Linked DNA regions of Sus scrofa: region 2 is linked to region 1. A link is a contact called in public Hi-C data. All regions are on one chromosome and are shown on one strand. Each heading gives the region's core, a stretch centred on a gene start, on an enhancer-like site or on the middle of the called end of the contact. The rest is flanking DNA. Distances are from core to core; before and after follow the strand shown. Region 1 overlaps UAP1 (UDP-N-acetylhexosamine pyrophosphorylase). Region 2 holds the start of UHMK1 (serine/threonine-protein kinase Kist).

Region 1 (5,844 bases), core at 2,299-4,798:
AAAGGAAATGAATGGTCAGGTAGCTAAGTCTCAGCTTCCTATCAAAAATGAAAATTATGGAAATATGTAACATGCTTTTAAATTATTATTATTATTATTGTTATTATTGCTTTTTAGGGCCAGACTACAGCATATGGAAGTTCCTTGGCTAGGGGTCACATTGGAGCTACAGCTGCTGGCCTACACTAGCCACAGCAACACGGGTTCCGTGCTGCATCTGTGACCTACACCTTAGTTCATGGCAATGTGGAATCCTTTAACCCACTGTGCAAGGCCAGGGATCAAACCCATGTCCTCATGGATACTAGTTGGGTTCATTATCCCTGAGCCACAGTGGGAACTCTCTTAAATTATTTTGATTGAAAAAGTTAAAAAGTTCCTGCATAATGTCCTTGGCTACACTTATTTACTGTAATGAAGATAGATTGTAGATTCGGGACTGAGACAGTTCTTAATAGTCTTAAGAATATTTCTTGGAGTTTCCTTGTGGCTCAGCAGGTTAAGGACCTGGTGTTGTCACTGCAGCAGCTTGGGTTGCTGCTGTGGCATGAGTCTGATCCTTGGCCTGGTAACTTCCACATGCTATGGGTGCAGCCAAAATAAATAAGAATATACATGTGTTTTTTTTCTTTTTTGGCTGCACCATGGCATATGGCATTCCCAGGCTAGGGATCAGCTCTGAGCTGCAGTTGCAATCTATGCTGCAGCTGTGGCAATGCCAGATCCTTTAACCCATTGTGCTGGGCCAGGGATCAAACCTGCATCCTGGCATTTCAGAGATGCCACCAATCCTATTGTGTCCCAGGGGAACTCCAAGAATATTTCTCTAAGTTCATGACATATGAGCGTATTAGCTTTAGGGAAAGCCTATTATATCAAAAACACATAAAGCACACAGTTGGTAAATTAGGCAAACACCACATACCTAAAGATATAAAAAACAGCAACAAAGATAATAATTGATACTGGCCACCACTGTCTCCTCTGGCTTGGCCTACAATTGTGGATAGTGGCCTGCCTTGTTCATAGAAATTCTGAGAATTTTAATGAAAGTATGAAATTTGGAAAATAGGACAAGATCCACCAACTGTTGCTTTATCTCATCTGACCTCTTACAGCTTTTCTAGCTTCCCAGAGACCCAGTCCCTGTGATGCCTCTCCCCAGAAGCTTCTCTGCCTTCTGGTGTTGAAACTGTCCACCTTAGAGTGAAGAAGTAGCTCTTAGAAATGGTATATGGCAAAATTTTGCTTTTGCTCTTTTTTTCATCCAAACTGAGAACGTCTGTCTTTTAATAACATTTATAGTTTCATTTATAGTTTCAAAAAAACCCATTAAGTTTCACGTCCTTATGAGCTGCAGTAGATGGCCTATTTATTTATTTATTTATTTGTCCTTTTGCTATTTCTTGGGCCGCTCACGCAGCATATGGAGGTTCCCAGGCTAGGGGTCAAATCGGAGCTGTAGCCACTGGCCTACGCCAGAGCCACAGCAACACAGGATCCGAGCCACGTCTGAGACCTACACCACAGCTCACGGCAACGCTGGATTGGTAACCCACTGAGCAAGGGCAGGGACCGAACCCGCAACCTCATGGTTCCTAGTCGGATTCGTTAACCACCACGCCACGACAGGAACTCCAGATGGCCTGTTTAAAAAAGAAGGCATCATGATCAGTTTTATTGAAGTATAATTACATACAATATATACTAGTATGTACTATACATTTATAGTACATACAATAAATGTACTAGCTTTGGAAGTCCCAGGTGGCACAGCGGGTTAAGGATCTGGCGTTGTCACTGCTGTGGCTCAGGTTGCTACTGTGGTGTGGGTTCGATCCCTGGCCCCAGAACTTCTGTATGCTGTGGGTGCAGCCAAAAGATTTTTTAAAATGTACTAGTTTTGAGTTTCTAATAATTTATACACTCATGTAACTGTCACCCCATCAAGATATAAAATATTTCCATCATACCACAAAGTCTCCTAATACCCTTTTGCAGGCAAATCCCCTGAACTCATTCAGTTGTGTTTCAAACCCAGGTGTCTTGATTTAAGAGCCTGGCTTATGTAACCATTGTCCTGCACTACTTTCCCAACTCAGGGTTTCTTTTCTTTACGTTTACTGGATGGTAGGTAGCTTGTCTAGTATGTTTGCATGTTCATTGATTAATTGTATCAATTGATTTATAGGCTGGAGGTAATATAATGGTGGCATCATTCATCCTGAAGCCTAGGGATCTTCTTTCATCCTCTTTTTCTTGACTTGCCCTATCTAAGTTGTCAAGTAAATTGTCAAGTATTGGTAAAACATTTGTAACATTTCCTGGTCTTTGCCTTCCAACCTTATCAGAATAAAAATTATTAATTCATTAAAGTATATTATTTATATTATTTATGGTTTGGTTGAGTTTTATAAATTTAACTTTTAACAAAATGTTTTTATTAGCAAGATACTCATCCATGTATCCTTGTTCTTTATGCCTTTTGTACATAGGGTAACTCTTTGCAGCTATGTTCGTATTTGTAGTCCTAAAGGGTTGAATTACAAAGGTTTTATGATACAGGTGTTTTCTTTTTTAGGACTTTTCCAGATTTCGCAGAACAAAGTGGCAGTTCTTCTTCTCGCCGGTGGGCAGGGGACAAGACTTGGTGTTGCCTATCCCAAGGGGATGTATGATGTTGGTTTGCCATCCCATAAGACGCTTTTTCAGATTCAAGCAGAGCGTATCCTGAAGCTTCAGCAGTTAGCTGAAAAATATCATGGCAACAAATGTATCATTCCATGGTAAGATAGATCCCTTTATGGGAGAGGGTCTGAACTATTGGTTTATAGTATTCAAATGTGTATTTACTTTATTCATAGGCAGAATTTCCTGTTACTACTGATTTTCTTGGGAGCTATAATTTACTATCCATGTTAAAGTAATATGTATTATAGCTAGATGATGATCACTATAGCCTTAGTGAGCCATATATACTCACCTCCAACTCTCATTCCCTACCTGAGAACCTTTGAGAACTCAGTCTAGAAACTTCATGCTGTTTGGAAGTTTATCTATGTATAGAATTTCTGATTGAAAATCAGTTTTTTCTGAAATTTGAAGGCATTGCTTTATTGTTTCAGCATTGCTTTTGAGAAGTCCACTGCCATTGGGATTCCCAATCTTTTTTTTTTTTTTTCTTTTCAACTCTTGCTCTGAAAGCATTTGGGGCCTCTTAGCTTTAGCATCAAGTTTCATGTTGACGTGGTATGGATCTATTTTCTTTTTTCTTTTTTGGCTACACCTGCTGCCTGGGGAAGTTTCTGGGCCAGGGATTGAACCTGCGCCACAGCAGCGACCTGAGCTGCTGCAATGACAATGCCAGAGCCTTAACCTGCTGCACCACAAGGGAACTCCAGTATGGATCTATTTTCAGTTATTACTCTGGGCACTCAGTGGGTTCTTTTACTCTAGAAACTCATATCCTCAAGTATCGGGTTATCTGGTCCTCCTGAAACTGCCTTCTCCCGCCCCACTGATTTCTCTGCTCTGGACTAAGCTTGGTCTCTGCTAGTGTGCCGAGTCCTCAGGGCTCATCTTGGCCAGCGTTTGTTTGCTAAATGCCAAGAGATTACGGGAAGTTCTGGTCTGTTTTTTAGAAGGTTTTGATTTAGTCCTTTAATCTCTTTCTCAGAGCAGCTTGGGAAGTTGTTTTGAGAGGGAAACCAGCTGTGTGCTGGATTCCCTCAAGTCCCTAGTCTTGTTATTTTAGCCCCAGGTGACCAACAAAAGTTCTGCTGGTTTCTCTGTCCTTCTGCCTGGTCCAAGCTCAAATTCCCTAGCTCTAGCCTTTACCCCAGATCAGCAGATACCTACAGGGAAAGACCAGCTGCATATTCTTAGCTCTCCTTTGAAAGACTCACCCAGTCTTGAATTTTAGTTTTAGTCCCTGTTGCCTTTGTAGCTCTCTGATGCATTTAAAACATAGGCTTTTTGTGATTTCCTCCGTGTTTCTAGCTCTTAACCAGGATATTGGCCAGCTGTGAACTATTTCCCCCTCTCATCTTGATTCCCTTGGGGATTTTTGAAGACATCTGTGTTCTAAGTGGCCAACATTTTACTTTCAGCCCTGGCCCCCCACCATTATGTTGGATTTTCTTCTCTCTCTTTCTTCTCACAACTCAGAATTTATGTGCTTTTCTTATGTGGAACAATTTAGCCACTACTTTTGTTATCTAAATCACAATACCCAAAGTTTTTGTGCCAGAGTTCATAATACCCAGGATAATTTGTTAATTGGGCAGATGTTGACTATGCTGGAAAATTATGTAATTTTCTTCATTTCCTCATTTGACAGATATTGAATGCCTACTTTTAGATACTGGGACTATATCGCTAACTGAAACAGTCAAAAATCCCTCCTTATATGTAGTTTACATTTTAGTAAGGGCAAAAGCTATTGCAGTCACTAATTGTGGTTTTAGATAAATTTTTTTTTCTCTTTTACTACACTGTTATGGGTTGAATTTTTGTGACCACAGAGTATAATTCTACTTTTATGATTCTAAATAAAGAGTGAACAGAGCCCAGGTTTCATTTCAAAATTTTAGTATAAAGAACCATGAGATAATTAGACTGTATTGCATTTACCCTTTCCTTCTGTTTAGTAGAATAGGAGCTTTTAAATTAGAATACGCTTTTCACAGAGTTCTAAAATGTTTTATTGAACAATTACAGGCTCTCTGTTGCAGGAGATATATTTTAATATTGCTACAGATTTATTTTATACATAAGGATTGATGAAGTTACTGGCAGAAATCCCCCTTGGATAGCAGCTAATGTTACCTTATCCAGGAATTGGATGAAGGGAGTTAATAAGAAACAATGCTCTCAGATTTTCTTTCTTTCTTTCTTTTTTGTCTTTTTAGGGCTGCACCCATAGCATATGGAAGTTCCCAGGCTAGGGGGTCTAATCGGAGCTGTAGCCACTGGCCTATGCCACAGCTATAGCGAAGCCAGATCTGAGCTGCATCTGTGACCTACACCACAGCTCATGGCAATGCCGGATCCTTAACCCACTGAGCAAGGCCAGGGATCGGACCCGCAATCTCATGGTTCCTAGTTGGATTTGTTTCTGCTGTGCCACAACGGAAACTCCTCTCAGATTTTCTTTAGCTTAGGAAATAGGCAAGACTTTATTTTGCCCTAATTCACATAGCACTATTACTTAGAATATCTACTTTTCTCTTGCAAGGTATATAATGACCAGTGGCAGAACAATGGACTCTACAAAGGAATTCTTCACAAAGCACAAGTACTTTGGTTTAAAAAAAGAGAATGTCATCTTTTTTCAGCAGGGAATGCTGCCTGCTATGAGTTTTGATGGGAAAATTATTTTGGAAGAGAAGAACAAGGTTTCTATGGCTCCAGGTTTGTAACCGTGTTTATTTAATGGTGATTTGAAATGGTAGTAACATAACTCATTAAATTTTTTTTTTTTGAAGTATGGTCAATTTACAATATGTAACTCATTACATTTTGAGTTTCTGTTTTAGTGGAAATGGTGGTTTGGATGTTAAAAATTAATATTTTAATTTCTCTTCAATTTGGCAGTGATATTAAAAAATGGAGATGCCCATGGGTGAAATAGATATGCTTTTATACTTTTCGTGGATGTCTGCCCTTGAGAGCCATTTGAGCAGCATTCTGAATATTTATTCTCTTTACCTAGTATTTTATATACAGTATTCATGCTACATTATTTATTGGAGTGAAATATTGGAAACCATCTACTGTTTAGTAAATAAGAGTCTAGATTTTAGTTTATCTGTAGCATTAATTCTTGAACAGTATTAAAATAAC
Region 2 (5,844 bases), core at 1,792-4,291, 74 kb before region 1:
GCCAGGGCTTGGTCTCTAGACCCACAAAGCAATAGTCAATGGTCCTGGCTCAGCCTCCTTCTAAAGTTGCTTTTGACATTGAAGGGGATGTGAGAATTGAAAAGATGGGAAATGACCTGACAGAACACTGATTGGTCCACCTACCTGAAAGTGTAGAACAAGGGAATGAGAACAAAGTCTCTTGAAATATATACTTACAACCAGGAAGAAATAGATTCTATTATAGGAATTCTCAGGTGGCCAAAGTTTATGATATCATTGTGCCATAATCAATTTAAGCTATTATAACAAATTACCACGGACTGGGTGGCTTAAACAATAATTTATTTCTCATAATTCTTGGGGCTGGAAGTCTGAGATCAGGGTGCCAGCATAGTTGGGTTCCTTGTGAAGGCCCCTTTAGTTTACAGACTGCCAACTTCTTGTATCCTCACATGGCGGAGAGCAGAAATAAAAAGTAAGCTCTCTTGTGTCTCTTCTTATAAGGACACTAATACCATCATGAGGGTGGAACCCTCATGATGCAATTACCTCCCAGAGTTCCCATCTCCAAATACTATCACATTAATGATTGGGGTTTAAACATATGAATCTGGGGGCACACAAACATTCAATCCATAGCACATGGCAAAGAGATATTGTTCAGAAGAGGAGAAAGAATGGTAGAGAGGGGTAGTTGATTCCTTCTTACAGTTAGAGACTGGAATTCCAAGTGAGCCTCTGGTATTTCCAGGCATGTACCAGTCCCAGAGAAAGAAGAGGACCTAGTCAGAAATACAATAGGAGTGAGGAAAGTAAAGGGGAAAAGGAAATCTACAAGGTAATCTTGCAAGAAAATTTACAGAAGAGAAAAATGAAATATCTAAAAACTGTCTCAAAATGTCACTTATTACTTATAAAATTAAAAAGAAAAAAATTAATCATAATGCCTTGTACTGACATGGGTACGGTAAGTGATGTGCTCTGCTAATTAGAGCATAACTATATACAACTTGTCTCTAAGGCAATTTTATAATAATGTTAAATTTTACAGACATGAATTACATATTTATTCCTTTCTAGTTTATAGTGTTTTACTGCTACATGATAAATTACTCCAAAACTTAGCAACTTAATACTAAACATTCGTTGTCACACATAATTTCTGTAGGATTCAATTCAGAAGTGGCTTAGAGAGGTGATTCTAGCTTAGGGTTCTTTCAAGAGTGTGCAGTCAAGATTTCAGCTAGACCTGCAGTCATTCTGCAGGGACTGGAAAGTCTTTGACGGGGACTGGAAAACCTTCTTCCAAGATGCCTCACTCATATGACTGTTGGCGAGGGGCCTCAGTTCCTTACCATGGCCATAGCGGTCTTGAGGGGCTTCATGTTAAGGCAGCTAGTTTCCCCAAAAACAAGTGATCAAAGAGATAACAAGATAGAAGCTTCAACATCTTTTATGACCTAGAAAGTCACACGCCATTATTTACACACTATCCTATTGCTTACACAGATCAACCCTATTCAATGTGAGAGGAGATGATAACAGAAAGTGAATATTAGGAGACTAGGAACATTGGGGGCCAGTTTGAAGACTAGCTACCACAGAGTCATTACTTTCATTTTTGAAGGGGTTGGAAAAACATAATTAAAATCTACTGCAGAATATTTTCAGACCGATAACTTCTGATTCTAGCATTTGGGGAAAAAGTTTAAATGCAACCAAGACATGGATTATAACAATGGATACTTTTCACAAAGGAGAACCTAATCAACTTCTAGAAATTCAGCATTTGCTATCTCTGATTATAATACATTCAATTTCAACAAAATAGACTGAAATGAAATGCTTCTTTTTACTCACACTTTTCTAATGGGTGAATTGCTAAGAGTTCCTCTACAGAGTTCTAGCAATTTACCTGCGCCTCCTTTTTACCTTGACCCTTGGATTATAATTATATACACATCTAATTCATTCTACCAACTCAAAATTTTTGAAATCATGGTTAATTTCTATTTCGAATCTCCTCTCTATTCATGACCTAAGTTCCCTTCCACACCTCAGCTTCTCCACTTTGCCTTCCCCTTTATATAAGCAAATAAATGTCTGTGTTCACTGCCTTAGGGGAGCTTGTGAGTTTTGTTTTTTGTATCACAAAAGCCCAAGTTCTCAAGAGATTAGTTGAGACTTCAGCTATAGAAGAAAATGATTGTTAGAAATGGCAGAGAGTGCAGAGAACTTTTCCTAATCCAGACCCTGAAAGGGTCATACAGACAGAAATAAGGCATATTTCAGTGGCAACCTGGCAAGACAATAACCAATGATACTGAAAAGCAGAGCTCAACCCCTCAATCCCCACATAAACCACCTCATTTACCTGGAAACTTGGACAAAACCTGAGGAAAAGGTGATGGAGGCAAATGGTCATACTAATTTTGTGCCACCCCATCTGAATGGAGCTTGAAAAAGTTGAACACAGAATAATAAGGAAGAATACATTTATTACACATCCTCGTTTGTGGACCGAGATTCCGATTTTTTACACTTGTTAATAAAAAATTGTCAAATGAGTAAAAAAAATCGAATGAATAAATGAAAAACAAACGTTTGTAAAAGATCCACGTTTGCCCAGGGAGGCTGCTTTTTGACTAGGCAGCCAAAGGCAAAGGAAACTAAGAGAAGCACAGAAGCCTGGGCATCCGGAATTATAACCACTAGGGAACAGAGCGAGGAGGTGGTGGTAAATCCATTCCTTTAGCAACTGGGGTATTTCCTTTGGATCCTGGCTATGAGACATGTAGGCAGGGTTTTACTTTCCAAGCTTCCCAAAGGTGAGGTGGGGTGCCTCAGCAAGAACAAAAATAAGTTTTAGTTTTAGGTGACTGTGTGTGAAAGCGGTTAACATTGGGCCTAGAATATTAAGAACTCTCTAACGCTTAACTCTCTCCCTCAGTCCTTTCCTCCAAACCTAATTCACCTAATCAATTCTAGACTCCGCCCTTTCTGGGCCCGCCCTTCAGCTTGTAAGATTGGCTCTTCCTCCATTTCCGGCTTCTGGGACCCGGGCGCAGACGGCTTCCGGTGTCATGGCGGCCTGAGGTCCCGGCAGTCGGTGAGGCGGCTGCAGGCCCCTCCCTGCAGAGCCGCTGGTCCGGCGGGCGGGGATGTGACCGAGGGCCCTGCCGGCCTGCCTCGGGCGTCGCGTCAGCTCCGTGTCAGTGCCCTCAGTCCACACCGATGGCTGGATCCGGCTGTGCGTGGGGCGCGGAGCCGCCGCGGTTTCTGGAAGCTTTCGGGCGGCTGTGGCAGGTACAGAGCCGCCTGGGTAGCGGCTCCTCTGCCTCGGTGTATCGGGTGCGCTGCTGCGGCACTCCTGGCTCACCCCCCGGCGCCCTGAAGCAGTTCTTACCGCCAGGAACCACCGGGGCTGCGGCCTCGGCCGCCGAGTATGGTTTCCGCAAAGAGAGGGCAGCGTTGGAACAGTTGCAGGGTCACAGGAACATCGGTAATTGCCAATATCTCCCTTCTCTTCTTAACCAGGTCTCAGAGCAAGCGTACACTCCCCCTCTCGGCCTAGCGTACGGTCTTCTGTCTTTTAGGCGGGAGAAGTAGGTCCGGCCCTGGCCTTATCACCCAACCCAGGACCCTTTCCCATCCCCCTTTCACTCTCATACTGACTGTAATACGGTGGGCCGCTTTGCCCAGTGTTCTATAGTAGATGCTCAATAAATTCTGTTTTGCTTCAGTTCTGTTTGGAAAATGCTGCACTTACTAGCACAGAGAATTATCTTCTGTAGTGAAAGGAGGCATGTCTTTACTAGATTGTCATGTCTTGTTCGGAAATTTTTGAATCTTTGCATACCAGTGAAAAATGGGAGATAGTTCTAGTACTTGTGACGTCAATGCTAATAGCTGATATAGATGTTACCTGATACATAATTTTTGTATGGATTTGGGAGAAATGACTCCCAAATTTTTCATAAGAATCCTTATAGAAATGTGAAAATGATACATACGCACTTTATACTTTTACCCACTTAAGACCATGTTTCATGATTCAGATATTCACAATGTAAGATATGTAATGATTACTGATGATTGAGCTGTGAAAATAGTTTTCATTGCTAATACACCAACAGAGAGCATTTAATTATGACTTTGGCTCATAGATATATTACTTACTGACAAGCATGATCCATATTTATTGTGAATAGTGACCTTTTTAATATTACCATTTGGAGAAGAATTTCTTAATAGTGTTGCCCCCCCTTTTTTTTCTTTTTTAAGGTTTCCTGAATGATGTAGGTAAAATCTGATATTTAAGAGGGAAATATTTTACATTTTTATAGGCCTAAGGACTTGTTGACTCTAAAAGATTAGGTTAAAATGTCATCTTGAATGTCTTGACCTCTCCTTTTAATATTTAATTATATAGTGCTATTTTGGATCAAGAACCAATCTTCAGTTTTGGTTTTGTACATTGTGACATTTGCCTTAAGAATACTTAGTATTTGGATTTTTCTTTTGCTCATTTTTGCTTGGCACCCAAAGTGCATATTCACTCATCTCTGAGTGCTTGGGAAGCACAATTTTAATTATGTGCCATATTTAATATCTTTGAATTGTAATCCACTGTTGAAGGTCCTCTTATTTTATTAAAATAAAATAACCCACTTGCCCAAAAATCTTACTAATGGGAAAAATAAATTACGGTGGCTTGCTTGCTCATAACATTAATCCTTTTCTAGACTACCTCAAATTTGTATCTACTTTAGTAGTCACTTACTCTGAGTCTGGTTTTTAAAGTGTTACAATTTGTTTCTTTTTCTAGTGACTTTATATGGAGTTTTTACAATCCACTTTTCTCCAAATGTGCCATCACGCTGTCTCTTGCTTGAACTCCTGGATGTCAGTGTTTCGGAATTGCTTTTATATTCCAGTCACCAAGGTTGTTCCATGTGGATGATACAGCATTGTGCCAGAGATGTTCTAGAGGCCCTTGCTTTTCTTCATCATGAGGGTTATGTCCATGCAGACCTCAAACCACGTAATATATTGTGGAGTGCCGAGAATGAATGTTTTAAACTCATTGACTTTGGACTTAGCTTCAAAGAAGGCAATCAGGTAAGACTTATTTTCCCTCCTCACCCACTCAATTGTCTAAGCCAAATATTTTAAAATAACAGAGGTAGTTTAGTGGAGACTTAAAAGAGATATTTCTGTATAAAATACTGAAGTGACTGGGGATTAAGCAGTTAAAAAGAATTTCTTTGCCATACGTAGATATGTTTGGGTCAAGTAGGGGGAACTAGTTTGAGAGGGCTCTGGAATTATTAGATGTACTTTACTTCATAGAATGGTTGTTTTTTGTTTGAACATTTGGTTAATTGCTGAGTTACTGTTAATTTGTCTGATGGCAGAACAGATATGACAATTCTGGCCAACGCATCATTCTTCATGGTTTATCAGCTCTTTGCAGAGTGTCCTTATTTATCAGAAGTGCGTAATGGGCAAGAGAGTATCTAAAGAACTGAGCAGTAGTGTGGAAAGTGCACAGCTTGCCTTTAAGAACTGCCCAGTTAATGAACCAAAGAATTATGGTAGCCAAGGACTAAAAATTTTGACGTCTCATTTGGCAATAGGTCACTGCACTTTCAGAGAGGTAAATACACCGTTGAGATGGATGTCAAGTGGGTAGTTTTTTATTGGTTATAATATTTACTCATCTTCTTCAGGATGTAAAGTATATTCAGACAGACGGGTATCGGGCTCCTGAAGCAGAACTGCAGAATTGCTTGGCTCAGGCTGGCCTGCAGAGTGATACAGAATGTACCTCAGCTGTTGATCTGTGGAGCCTAGGAATCA

Evidence for each region. Hi-C and Micro-C count contacts between places; a contact is called where the count stands out from the background.
Region 2: a Hi-C map of skeletal muscle shows a contact between it and region 1, with 4 times the contacts expected there. The contact joins the promoter of UHMK1 here to the enhancer-like site in region 1. A contact is called at or near these places in 1 of 5 promoter capture datasets (liver), 4 of 47 Hi-C or Micro-C datasets (alveolar macrophages, embryonic fibroblasts, retroperitoneal adipose tissue and 1 more) and 2 of 2 datasets of contacts at active chromatin or transcription factors (alveolar macrophages and skeletal muscle).

The regions. Positions count from the first base shown.
Region 1 is chr4:87,976,330-87,982,173 of Sscrofa11.1, reverse strand. It overlaps UAP1 (UDP-N-acetylhexosamine pyrophosphorylase), which reads left to right. Exons shown (of 10, transcript XM_001928643.6): 3 at 2,582-2,786; 4 at 5,237-5,412. Among named protein-coding and RNA genes, the nearest start is that of UAP1, 15 kb to the left of the region's middle. Within about 2 kb of position 3,548, at least 11 of the 83 cell types and tissues checked have an H3K27ac peak or open chromatin away from gene starts, as enhancers often do. A contact at or near this core is called in skeletal muscle, where this site is marked.
Region 2 is chr4:88,050,132-88,055,975 of Sscrofa11.1, reverse strand. UHMK1 (serine/threonine-protein kinase Kist) reads left to right here and starts at 3,041. Exons shown (of 8, transcript XM_021089503.1): 1 at 3,041-3,484; 2 at 4,811-5,103; 3 at 5,715-5,844. The coding sequence starts at 3,217.